Linked DNA regions of Ovis aries: regions 2 and 3 are each linked to region 1. The links are chromatin contacts, called in public Hi-C maps. All regions are on one chromosome and are shown on one strand. The core of a region is the stretch at or near the end of the contact, and the rest is flanking DNA. Distances in the headings are between cores, read along the strand shown. Region 1 holds the start of MRPS23 (mitochondrial ribosomal protein S23). Region 2 holds the start of DYNLL2 (dynein light chain LC8-type 2). Region 3 holds the start of SRSF1 (serine and arginine rich splicing factor 1).

What was found. Hi-C and Micro-C count contacts between places; a contact is called where the count stands out from the background.
Region 2: a contact with region 1 is called in a Hi-C map of hypothalamus, with 3 times the contacts expected there. The contact joins the promoter of DYNLL2 here to the promoter of MRPS23 in region 1. A contact is called at or near these places in 4 of 16 Hi-C or Micro-C datasets (blood, hypothalamus, omental adipose tissue and 1 more).
Region 3: a contact with region 1 is called in a Hi-C map of blood, with 2.9 times the contacts expected there. The contact joins the promoter of SRSF1 here to the promoter of MRPS23 in region 1. A contact is called at or near these places in 11 of 16 Hi-C or Micro-C datasets (blood, hypothalamus, liver and 5 more).

Annotation. Positions count from the first base shown.
Region 1 is chr11:8,349,420-8,353,177 of ARS-UI_Ramb_v3.0, reverse strand. MRPS23 (mitochondrial ribosomal protein S23) reads left to right here and starts at 2,001. Exons shown (of 5, transcript XM_004012388.5): 1 at 2,001-2,076; 2 at 2,897-3,067. The coding sequence starts at 2,033.
Region 2 is chr11:8,574,172-8,577,929 of ARS-UI_Ramb_v3.0, reverse strand. It overlaps DYNLL2 (dynein light chain LC8-type 2), which reads right to left and starts at 1,997. Exons shown (of 3, transcript XM_015098451.4): 1 at 1,736-1,997.
Region 3 is chr11:8,495,921-8,499,678 of ARS-UI_Ramb_v3.0, reverse strand. It overlaps SRSF1 (serine and arginine rich splicing factor 1), which reads left to right and starts at 1,634. Exons shown (of 5, transcript XR_003590770.3): 1 at 1,634-1,936; 2 at 2,350-2,534; 3 at 2,900-3,072; 4 at 3,276-3,758.

The sequences.
Region 1 (3,758 bases), core at 752-3,251:
TCCCCACATCAGAGTCTTTCCCAAGAGCTTTTTCCTTAGATTCAAAAGTTCAGAAGTGAATGCAGGGGCTTCCCTGGCGGCTCCGTGGTAAAGAATCCACTGCAGTGCAGGAGAAACGGGTTTGATCCCTGGCCTGGGAAGATCCCACAGGCGTGGGAGCAACCAAGCCCGTGTGCCCCAACCGCTGAGCCGGCGCTCTGGAGCCAGGGAGCTGCGATGACTGTGGCCTGAACGCCCTAGAGCCTGTGTCCCACGACAAGAGGAGCCGCAGAATGAGAAGCCCTCATGGCACAACCAGAGCAGCCCCTACTCAGCTGCAACCAGAGAAAGCCACACACCAATGGGGACCCAGCACAGCTGCCCCCACTGCCCCAGAAGACCTCTGTCTTAAAAAAAAAACACCCATGAATATAGACTCTTCACAGGTCAAACTCTGAAGGACACATAAAGAAAAAAAGTCTCTCTTCCCCTCCTGCAGTCTCACTGGAGATCATCAACTTTCACAGCCCATGGGCGCCTTTCCACATAGTCTCTATCTCCATGCAAACACAAACACTGGAAAACGTTCTCCTTGTAGCAGGTTAAAGAGGCTTCTCTGCGAGTTCCTTTTTCATTTTACAGTAAGTCACGGGCATTCGTCTACGGCAATACATGTGGGTCTAGCTCGTTGGTGTTAATAGCTGCATAAGACTCCACAGATTATATGAAGCATAGTTTTCCAGCCATTTCCCATTCGATGGATGGGAGGCTGCATTACAAACAATGCTGCAGCGACGGTCCTTGCACAAATATCCTTGTGAAACTGTGCTTTAATTTCTACAGGATACTTTACGCAAAGTATGATTATTGGGCTAAAAGGTTATCCTGAGAGTGTATTTCCCCCAGATTTTTGAGTTTCCTTCTCGGAATTTGTTTGTTCCGGACACTTTCACTTTTCAAGCTCCAAGGAGCAGCTAGCTAGCGACGCCTCCAGGGGGAGAAGACACTAGCTGTCTGCAGCGACCGGATGCAGGTGGCGCTTCAGGGCCAAAGGGTTTAGTGGGGAGCGCTTAAGGGCAGGAGATGCAGGAAGGAGGCTTGGGCTCCAGAGTGACCCTGGTCTGGTGACGTCCCTCCACGGGGCTCGGTTTCCTTCTGCGTAGACCGTGATATCGTGGCGCGGGTTGGAAAAGAATTTCCAGACATTAGACAGAATGAAAGAAGAATAAAGCTTATTAGAGTGGGAGATGCTGTTAGAACGGCGAGCCAATTCAAGGGAGAACCGACCTTGAATGGGGAGGGGGGTCCTTCAGTTCAGTTCAGGGGGGTCCTTAGTCCACTTTTATAGCCAGGGTACAAGGAGTGCGATAGGGGTCTTGCGGGTCATTTGCTGATTGGATGAGGCTCCTATACTGGATGGGGGAAAGAGTAGGGCAAATGCCTCCCCCCTACGGGGCAGGAGGCGAGACAGGTTATACTGTTCCATTAATAGTTACACCGTGGGCGAGGGGAGGACGATGAGGGTCTGGTTTTTCCGTTCCTGCGTTCCAAGACCCTCCTTGGTTATCTGCTCTTCCGTCCTTGGGTCACCACATGTGACTCCAACCAAAATGAGTCGCAGACGGAGCCTAGAGCTGGTGATCTCTGATCTCTGCCTTATGAATTCCTGGCCTTGTTGGCTCCCTCAGGACCTAGGCTGCCTCTCCCTACTCCCTCCCCATCATCTTCCCTCGTTCCTTGAAGGCAGCGGTGGCCAGAAAGGGTAAAGCGACAATTAACCCCTCCCCTGGATCGGTCATGTATTGCTTTTGCCCGGCTGTGGCTCTCTCCCGCCCTGGCGGCTCGGCTATCGAGTGCTCCTGTCTGAGCCTGGCGAGTAGCCGAGGGTGCGGAGATTCGGCCATCCTTTGCTTCTGCCTGGCCCCGCCCTCCCGTTGAAGCCGCAACCCGGGCACTGCGATCGGTGGCTCGGCCCGCGACTTTCTCCCACTTTACCTGCCGCAGGCGCTTCCGGTTCCGGTACAGGGACAGCGCGGGATCCAAGGCCCCGGGCATGGCGGGGAGTAGGCTGGAAACCGTGGGGAGCGTTTTCACGCGGTGCGTGCTCGGAGCCGGGGGTGTGCCGACGGCGCGAGGGCGTCTCCCCCTTTTACGCCCTTTCTTGGGTGGGTCTGATCCTGGCCAGGCCCCTCTCGTGCTTTGTCCTGCTTCTGAAAAATTGTGCTTGGCTGCGTCACCCCTCGAATTTCTTAGCTCGCACGTTCAAGATCGCACCTTTCCGCTCTCCAAGTGGAAAATGAAGTGAAAGTCGCTCAGTCGTGTCCGACTCTGCGACCCCTTGGACTACACAGTCCATGGAATTCTCCAGGCCAGAATACTGGAGTGCGTTGCGTAGCCTTTCCCTTCTGCAGGGGGTCTTCCCAACCCAGGGATCAAACCTGGGTCTCCCGCATTGCAGGCGATTCTTTACCATCGGAACCACCAGGGAAACCCAAGAATACTGGAATGAGTAGCCTATCCCTTCTCTAGGGGATGTTCCCGACCCACGAATTGAACCGGGGTCTCCTGCATTGCAGGCGGATTCTTTACCAGCCGAGCTCCAAGTGTAGGTCTCTGGGAGAAGTAAGGGAGGATGGGGCTGTTGGGCCTGGCCAGAACAGTCTTTGCATTTTCCTTGATGGGACGTGGGTGAGGCGAGAGGAGTGGAACGCACATGAGAAGGTGGATTAACCCTGAGCACTGTTCGGTTGGTTTGGAGCTTGGAAACATTCTACCATTTAGCGGGTAGAGGACCCCCTACCTGCCCTCCTTCCGGTTGTCTTCTGGACTCCGCGACCCTGCCAGTGTCTCAGGCTGCATCAGGGGCTCAGACAGGCTGTTGTCACTTACTGACCTTTGTTCTTTACCCTTCCTTCAGGACGCGAGACCTGATTCGGGCTGGGGTGCTGAAGGAGAAACCCCTTTGGTTTGACATATATAACGCCTTCCCTCCACTGCGGGAGCCAGTCTTCCGAAGGCCTCGCTTGCGATATGGCAAAGCTAAATCTCCTACCCAGGACATCTTTTACCACGAGGATCAGATTAGAGCGTGAGTGTGGAGCCCATGCGGTGGGCCAGAGGCGGCCCAACTTCAGAAGGAAAGGTTTAGCCAGCAGACTGGCCACTTAAATAGGAATTGAGTAAGGGCTTGCCCTGTGTAGGTGGTCTTGTCCATCTGGCCGGATTAGGGAATCAGTGCCCCTCCCCCAGGACAGAGAAGCAGAAGTTCGGAGTAGAACCTGGTGCCCAGCAGCTGGCCAGCCATCGCAGTTCTAGTTACCTGTTTCTGGGCATCTGTTTGGTCGCTGGCACTGTGTTAAGTCCCTAACAAACATTACTTCATTTAGGTCTTACTCTAACCCTGCAAGATAGGTATCCTCTCCGTTTTAGTCATGAGAACTGTGAGGCTCAAGGAGGTCAACTTGACTGGGAATTCACAGGACAAATCTCTTTCCCTTAAATACTGATGTCAGTTTTTAACATCTGGAATGTTAGGATCAGAGACTGTGTCTAATTGAAATGAATACATATCCCTTATTCTTGCCCCAATTCCTGAATAAGAAAAAAACTTAGAAAGTCATCATATTCTTTATTGAGGTCCAGGCACCCACCTTTCACTCGAGGAACACCATACTGCCCCCCTTGCCCAACACACCTCTGAGGTAGGAGAACAAGTATGTTCTGGCTCTATTTGGAAATTTTCAGAGATCTTTAGGACATTAAATGTTTTTCCAGTACTT
Region 2 (3,758 bases), core at 748-3,247, 220 kb before region 1:
AACAGAGATGAGCTGCAAAATCCTGTCCTCTGTCCTTGACCACAGTCCCTGCAGCAAAAATCTATATCCCCCCTCCCAGGTATTATTCCCCAAAGCACCACTCTGCGATCAGCCCAGTGGGCAAAAGATGCTGCTGTTTCAGCCCTATCTGATACAAAGCTACACAGGAACCTGTCTGCTCAAGGAGAGATCCCTGGTATCATTCCAGGCCACCTTGATCTGAGTCTACACTAACCTGTGGGTTGGATGGGCAGAAAGGGAAGCAGAATTCACGACTACTTCAGCCTGCACCAGATGCAAAGGATGCATACATGCCTGCTGCTAACCAGGCAGCCCTTTAGTGCATCCAGGGCACCTCTGTCTCGCACTGGCAAATTAAGCAGGGCTGGTTCCACTTCAGCAAGTGGCAGAGCAATGGGTTAGTGTCCCAGCGCCCTCTGCTCCCACGCTCCTGAGAGAAAAAATCAAGAGCCTGGAGAGGAGTCTGTGAGTACTACCTGGGGCTGAAGAGGTCAGGAGAATCCAGTTCAAGGCCTAGCCATTATGACCTGAGGCAAATCAGCATCTTTTTTAAAAAATGGTTGAAATAAATGTGGCACCTTCAATGGGTTTGAGCAAAGGTACAACAGCAACACAGAATATTCTAAGGCTCATTAAGTGTGACGAAAACTAGTGTCACCTGGTGGCCTATCCCAGGTTACCACTCAGAAGGGGGCACTGTTTACAAATCCAAGGGTGGGAGTGCGGCCCGGTTAAAGTATGAAATCAGCATCCCTTTTCCCAGCAAGCTAACCTGCTCCACTGCCTCATCCTCAAAAGTCCAAAGGAACAACTTTGTCACAGTGATTAAAAGCTACCTTACCCTCCAGGAGAGCCTGCAGTTACATAATGTTGGTCTTGTGACTACAATGCCACGATTCTTTACCCCTGGCCCCCCAGGCGTCAGAGAGGTGAGGCCTAGCCCCAGCCTCCCCTGTCCAAGGTGCCAGGGAGAAAAAGGGAAGGGAGGGGCCAACGTAGCCCCTCCCCCCGAGGGGCGGGGGGGAAGCTAGGGACCTGGGCCTCCACACTGAAGGATGACCGAGGGCCCCAGGTCAGCTGCCTCAGTCACGAGCCAGGGGCTTCTCTGAAAAGCAAAGAGGGCACTCCAGGACAGCTCCCCCTCCTCTATTCCCAGCCTTGCGACAAAAAGGCCAAGCTTTCGAACGACACGACCCGCCCTCCCCAGCCCCCAACACGCACTACGCTTATATTTCCTCCCTTCGGAACCCCACGGGGCCGTCTCCCTCCACTACCCCATCCTCCAGAGGACTGCAGTCCCGAAGGCCGGCACCTGGGCGATGAGAAAGCATCCTCCCCGCCACCTCCACCCGGCCGGCCGGCCGGCCGCCCTCCCCCGCCAGGCCTGGAGCAGCGCCGGAGTGACGGGGCGTCCTCGCTGCAGGAAGGACGCCCCAGAGGGTGGCGGCGGGAGGAGCCGCGTCACGCCCGAGCCCGCTCCGCCGCTTTCCCTCGGCCCCGACCCCAGGGCCTCCGTGCGCGCAGGAAGATCCCGGGGGGCTGGAGGCCGCACATCGGCAGCCGGTGGCCCCGGCCGCGCCCCGAGATCGCGAGGGTAACGGGGTGGCGCAACCCTGGGCCGGAGAGGCGCCGGAGGCGTCACGCCGAAGCGGGCCTCGCGGCCGAACCTAGCGAGTCGGGCCACCGCCCCGGGGCGCCCCCACCCACCGCTCACCTTCACAGAGGCGAGTTCTCGCGGGGCCCCGGGGGAGCAGCGATGGCCTGAGGCAGAGCGCGGGCAGGGCGGTGTCCCTTCGGCTCCTCCGGCAGCAGCCGCCGCCGCCGCGGTCTCCGGCTCCCGCAGGCCCGGACCGAGCGCTCGCGCCGCCGCCGTCCGCCCTAGAGCTTTCCCGGCCGCCCGCGCTCCGCCTCGCGCCCGCCGACCCGCCTGCTCCGCGTTGGCGCCTCGCAGCTCCGCTCCGCTCCGCTCTGCCGCTGCTCTGCCGACGCGCGATCCCCACTGAAATAGCGCCCCGCCCCCGCCCCCCCGCCGCGCGCGCCGCCGTCCGCGCTCCCCATTGGCTGGGCCCGCCCGGCCCCGCACTGCGGGCTTCTCCCCGCGCCGCTCTCGCCCCACATCTTGTTTCCTCCCACAATGCCTCGGGGCGGAGGGAGGGGGTGGGGAAGGGGAGCGGGAAAGAGTTGGGGGAGGGAGACGTGGCCTTCAGAAGAGAAAAAAGAAGTATGCAGACCCCTCTACCCGGGGCTGGAGAGGCCAGGCCTAAAAAGGAATAAAGAGGCAAGGTTCAAAGTGAGGGAAAAAGAGGGAGGGGCGTCAAGACCCCAATCCTAAGAAGAATAAAAGGAAACAGTGGGATGGAGATTTCAAACGTTGGGAGCAGATGGGAAAGGGGTAGAGACCCTAACCTTTGAAAGAGGAAGGGAAAGAGGTGAAGTCATCAGCTTTAAGGAAAACAGGACTCCTTCCCTCCCCCCAAAACTGTGGGAAGGAGAGGACAGCCAGCGCTAGGGAGAGGTAAAGCCATAAACAGCCCCAGGGCTCGCCTCCCCGCACTTTCTGGGAAGGCCCCTTCCCTCCCGCTCTGTCTTTGTTCCAGAGTCTTAACGCCTCGGGACCTAACCTGCCAGCTGGGACCCCAGCTGCTGTTTAGCTTCGAAAGCTACGGAGGCAAGCCCTACTCACAATTGTGAGAGGGGAGGTTTGTCTTCGGTACACAGGCCAATGAAAAGAGATGAAAGTAAGCCATTTTTGGCCAGTCCGCCCTAACCGTCTGGTTAGATGGGACCGGAGGGAAAGTGAATAGAACCTTCTAGAGGTACAGACCAAAGTACGTCAGGACTGCCAGGACTCTTAAAATTCACCCCATCCATATTCCTCATATCTTATAAACAAGGAACAGAGAAGGGGGAAGCCCTTGCCATACCACCACGGTTCAGGCCCAGACCTGGCCTCTAGGCTGAAAAGTGAGGCTTGTAGGCAGCAGTCCCCCTGGTGTTTGTGGATAGGTGTGTAAAAATACCTCTGCACACTGGGAGAATGCGTGCCTCCAGGCCACCCGCCCACCGCCAAAGGAGAGCGAGAAACAGCTGCTCTTTTCCCGTCCACCTGCTTCGCAAAGGAAATGTCTACTTAAAGGGTTGGTGAAGGTCTTTTGTTGTTATTTAGGCCGTAAGTGGTTTCTGACTCTTTTAACCCCATGGATTGTAGCCAGTCAGGCTCCTCTGTCCGTGGGATTTCCCAGGCAAGAATATTGCAGTGAGTTGCCATTTCCTTCTCCAAGGGATCTTCCCGACCCAGGGATTGAACCGAGTCTGCTACATTGTCAGGCGGATTCTTTACCGCTGAGCTATCAGGGAAAACAAAGTATCTTTATTGGGAGCCAAGCATTTGGGCCACACTGTGATTAAGAAGCTTCCGTTCATTCCTATCAATTTCCCTTCATTGCCCCAAACCATGGTCAGGAAGTTGGACTTTTTCTGGCCCCCGGCTGCTCTTTGGAGGATCATAATTTAGTGTTCATTATGAGTCAGGGGGAACGTGGAAAATCATCCCCTTTCACTCCCCCTTTTGCAGCCTGCTGTATCATCTTCAACCTCAATCAGATTTCAAACAGGCAAGACCTGTGGTAGCCCCTCACACCAAGGGTATTCTGATGTCAGCCTCAGTGTGAATGAATGGGGGGTGGGGCATATATAGTCAGGAGGAAAACCTCAGAGAAATTAGTTACTTGCCCCAA
Region 3 (3,758 bases), core at 385-2,884, 150 kb before region 1:
AGTCATGTAGATGTAAGACAGAAATCAAACCAATATTATAAACCAATCATCAACCAACTAAAAATAGATAAGTATTTAAAAAATAAAAAGGCAATAGATAAAATATGTCAATGAAGGATGATTTAAAGGACAAAAAAGTACACATACAAAATTTTGTCAACTATCACAGAGATTTTAAGAACTACCAAAGCTCCTCCATGGATCTGGAGCAAAGTAAATCTGTATTTTGGGATTACTGAGAAACATTTACTAGAATATATTCAATCAACTTATAGAACTGAAAGCATGTCATCTTTTTTCTTTTTAATTTCAAAGGCACCTAGATTTCTCCACCTAGTTTTAATAACGTTTTATAGTATCTTTATAAAACTGCCTTACAGCCCTGAGGAGAGGGACTATTACAAATACATACATAAACTGAAGAAAATCATCCTTACCCTTAGGGTGCAGAGCTAGCTGTTTTAGCATATTTATGACTGCAGGTTTGTTGTTTTAATTTGAATTCATCACTAATAATGTAAAGTTCCAGCATTTCATATAAAAAACCAGATTTCAAATAGATATCTCTATAGGAAAAAATGTAGAAGTTCTAATCTCCCTGGACCTGACTAGCAGATCAGTCTTGAGCAGCAACTGTGGTCTCCAGCGGCCACAGCAGTTCTCACAAGTTCATTGGGCTCATTTATATTACTTGAGAGGCCTGCTAATGAGTTCAAAACAAGGAACTTCAGGATTCTGCATACACACACGCAGGCGCGTGTGTTTTTTCTCGTTCTTTGAAAAAGGATGGAGAAGTAACAGGCACCATTCATTCTGCAGCCTTCAATGCACCTTTCCGCTGCGTTGGGCCTAGTAATAGGCGATGAAAAAAGAGAGAGATCTGGGTCCCGGTTGGTACCACCAACGATTGGTCAGAGCAGGAATCGCCGCCACTAACAAACACAAGCAGTGTTGAATGTAGTTATTAAATATATACAAAGCTTGGTGCTGAACCGAAGGTAGAACGGTACTTGATGTAGAATCTAAGGAATCTAAGCTCGGCTCCCCTATATTACACAGTCGTCTAGGCAGCGCACAGGTTCACAGGAGACGAGGCGGAAACACAGTGATGGCTTGCCTCTGCACAGAATCACAGACAACGCCGACTCCCGGACTGGGCGCAGTCTCCTAAGACGCGCCCGTTTCCGGAGCAACCGCCCAGTCCCTCCCCCATTGACTCCGCCCCCGGGGGCGTCTTTCCCGCCCAAGGCCGTTAACCCCGCAGAGCATTGTGGGATAAAGCTATAGGCTAGGTTTCACTAAATCCTTCCAAAGCGCCTTTGCTTTAAGAGACTTATTCCTGGGGAAACTGATTATTCTTTAGGACTCGACAAGATTAATAACCCTCTTTTACAAGGGCTCTGCCCTAAATCTTTACCACAGGGCCGGTCACTTCCTTTGCAAAGCTCTCGGCACCACGGGAACGCGGGAACTTTTTTCCCTTCGCGCGGAGGGTGACGTCGCGCGTGCGCCAGCGTCCCTTTCGCTGCACACCCGTTACGCTCTTGCGCGTGCGCAGTGAGATCGAATAGCTGCTTCCTCCCGCTTCTCTTCTTCCCTCCCCCCCATATCCGTGCGCCGAGCTGATAAAGGCGCCATTTTGGAGGGGCCGCGGGAGACGTGGTGTCGCGGCGGGCTCGCTCTGCCGTTCGCTAGGCTTGGTGGGAAGGCCTGTTCTCGAGTCCGCGCTTTTCGTCGCCGCCATGTCGGGAGGTGGTGTGATTCGTGGCCCGGCAGGGAACAACGACTGCCGCATCTACGTAGGGAACTTACCTCCAGACATCCGAACCAAGGACATTGAGGACGTGTTCTACAAATACGGTGCTATCCGCGACATCGACCTGAAGAATCGCCGCGGAGGACCGCCCTTCGCCTTCGTTGAGTTCGAGGACCCGCGGTGAGGCGGCCAGGGACTTGCGGCCTTGAGGATATAGGTTGGAGTAGTTGGGGAGTGCTCCAAGGCCTTAGAGAGAATGGGGACGTGGGCTCTGAGGTTGGGAGCAAGACGAGTCGGCCGCGCACGAGTGAAGTGAGGAGCCGAGTCGGTGAGGCTTCCCTGGTGACTGGGTCCCCCGGGCGTCTCCGGAGCCGGCTCGCGGGCTCGGAGCGGGAAACTGAGGCGCTGAGGGCTGCTGTAGTGGTCGGGAGCCTGGCGTGCTTCTGGGTGGGGGAGGGGCCGTCCCTATTATGCGGCGCATGTGGGCTCTTCCACCCCGGGTGCGCATGTGCGGGGCGCTGCTGGCTCCCCGACGGAGGTGGCCACCCCTCCCGGCCCTTTTTCTTACCCTTCGGCTTTCTGTAATCACGCAGGGATGCGGAAGACGCGGTGTACGGTCGCGACGGCTATGATTACGATGGATATCGTCTGCGGGTGGAGTTTCCTCGAAGTGGCCGTGGTACAGGCCGAGGCGGCGGCGGGGGTGGAGGTGGCGGGGCTCCCCGGGGCCGCTATGGCCCCCCATCCAGGCGTTCTGAAAACAGAGTGGTTGTCTCTGGTAAGTTGACCGTTCCGCGCGGGTCGATGTCACTTTTGGACAGATCCTACACTTTAAAGTTTTCCTTGCATGCGTAGTTTGACAAATGCTAGCTTTCATGGTAGGTCTTTAAATTATTTCAGTCGCATGGATGAATTTAGTAACCAGGAATTACTGTATTTGAGATTTAACGAATTAGATTGCAGTGTCTAGAATATGAAGATCATTACTTTGTAAATAATTTGGGGCTTTTAATTCTAGAATTTTGAATCATTAACCTAGGATGTTAAAACTAATCATTAATTTTAAAGTAGTCTTGGTTCTAATGTAAATTTTAACTTTAATGTGAAATACTAGGATAATTGTTGAAAAAAACTCTTTTTCAGGACTGCCTCCAAGTGGAAGCTGGCAGGATTTAAAGGATCACATGCGTGAAGCAGGTGATGTATGTTATGCTGATGTTTACCGAGATGGCACTGGTGTCGTGGAGTTTGTACGGAAAGAAGATATGACCTATGCAGTTCGAAAACTGGATAACACTAAGTTTAGATCTCATGAGGTAGGTTATACACTTATTCTTTTTATTGGCCAGAATTGGATACAGTGGTCTTAACTGTGGAATTTGAAGGTAAGATTCAGGCAAGGGTGTCCAAGTAAACCCAGTAAAGTGCCTCTGGTTTAAATTACGTTGTATTCATTCAGCATGCCTGAAGACAGGTGAAAACTTAGATCTTTCAATCGAAAGTTCTGTCTATTCAATAGGGAGAAACTGCCTACATCCGGGTTAAAGTTGATGGGCCCAGAAGTCCAAGTTATGGAAGATCTCGATCTCGAAGCCGTAGTCGTAGCAGAAGCCGTAGCAGAAGCAACAGCAGGAGTCGAAGTTATTCCCCAAGGAGAAGCAGAGGATCACCACGCTATTCTCCCCGTCATAGCAGATCTCGCTCTCGTACATAAGATGATTGGTGACACTTTTTTGTAGAACCCATGTTGTATACAGTTTTCCTTTATTCAGTACAATCTTTTCATTTTTTAATTCAAACTGTTTTGTTCAGAATGGGCTAAAGTGTTGAATTGCATTCTTGTGTAATACCCCTTGCTCCTAACATCTACATTCCCCTCATGTCGATAAATTGTATTTTAAGTGATGTCATAGCCAGGATTGTTTAAATTTAGTTAACTCTCCATGCTCTTCAGACTGTGATATTGTGTAAATGTCTATTCTGCTCTGGTTTGTGTGAACTG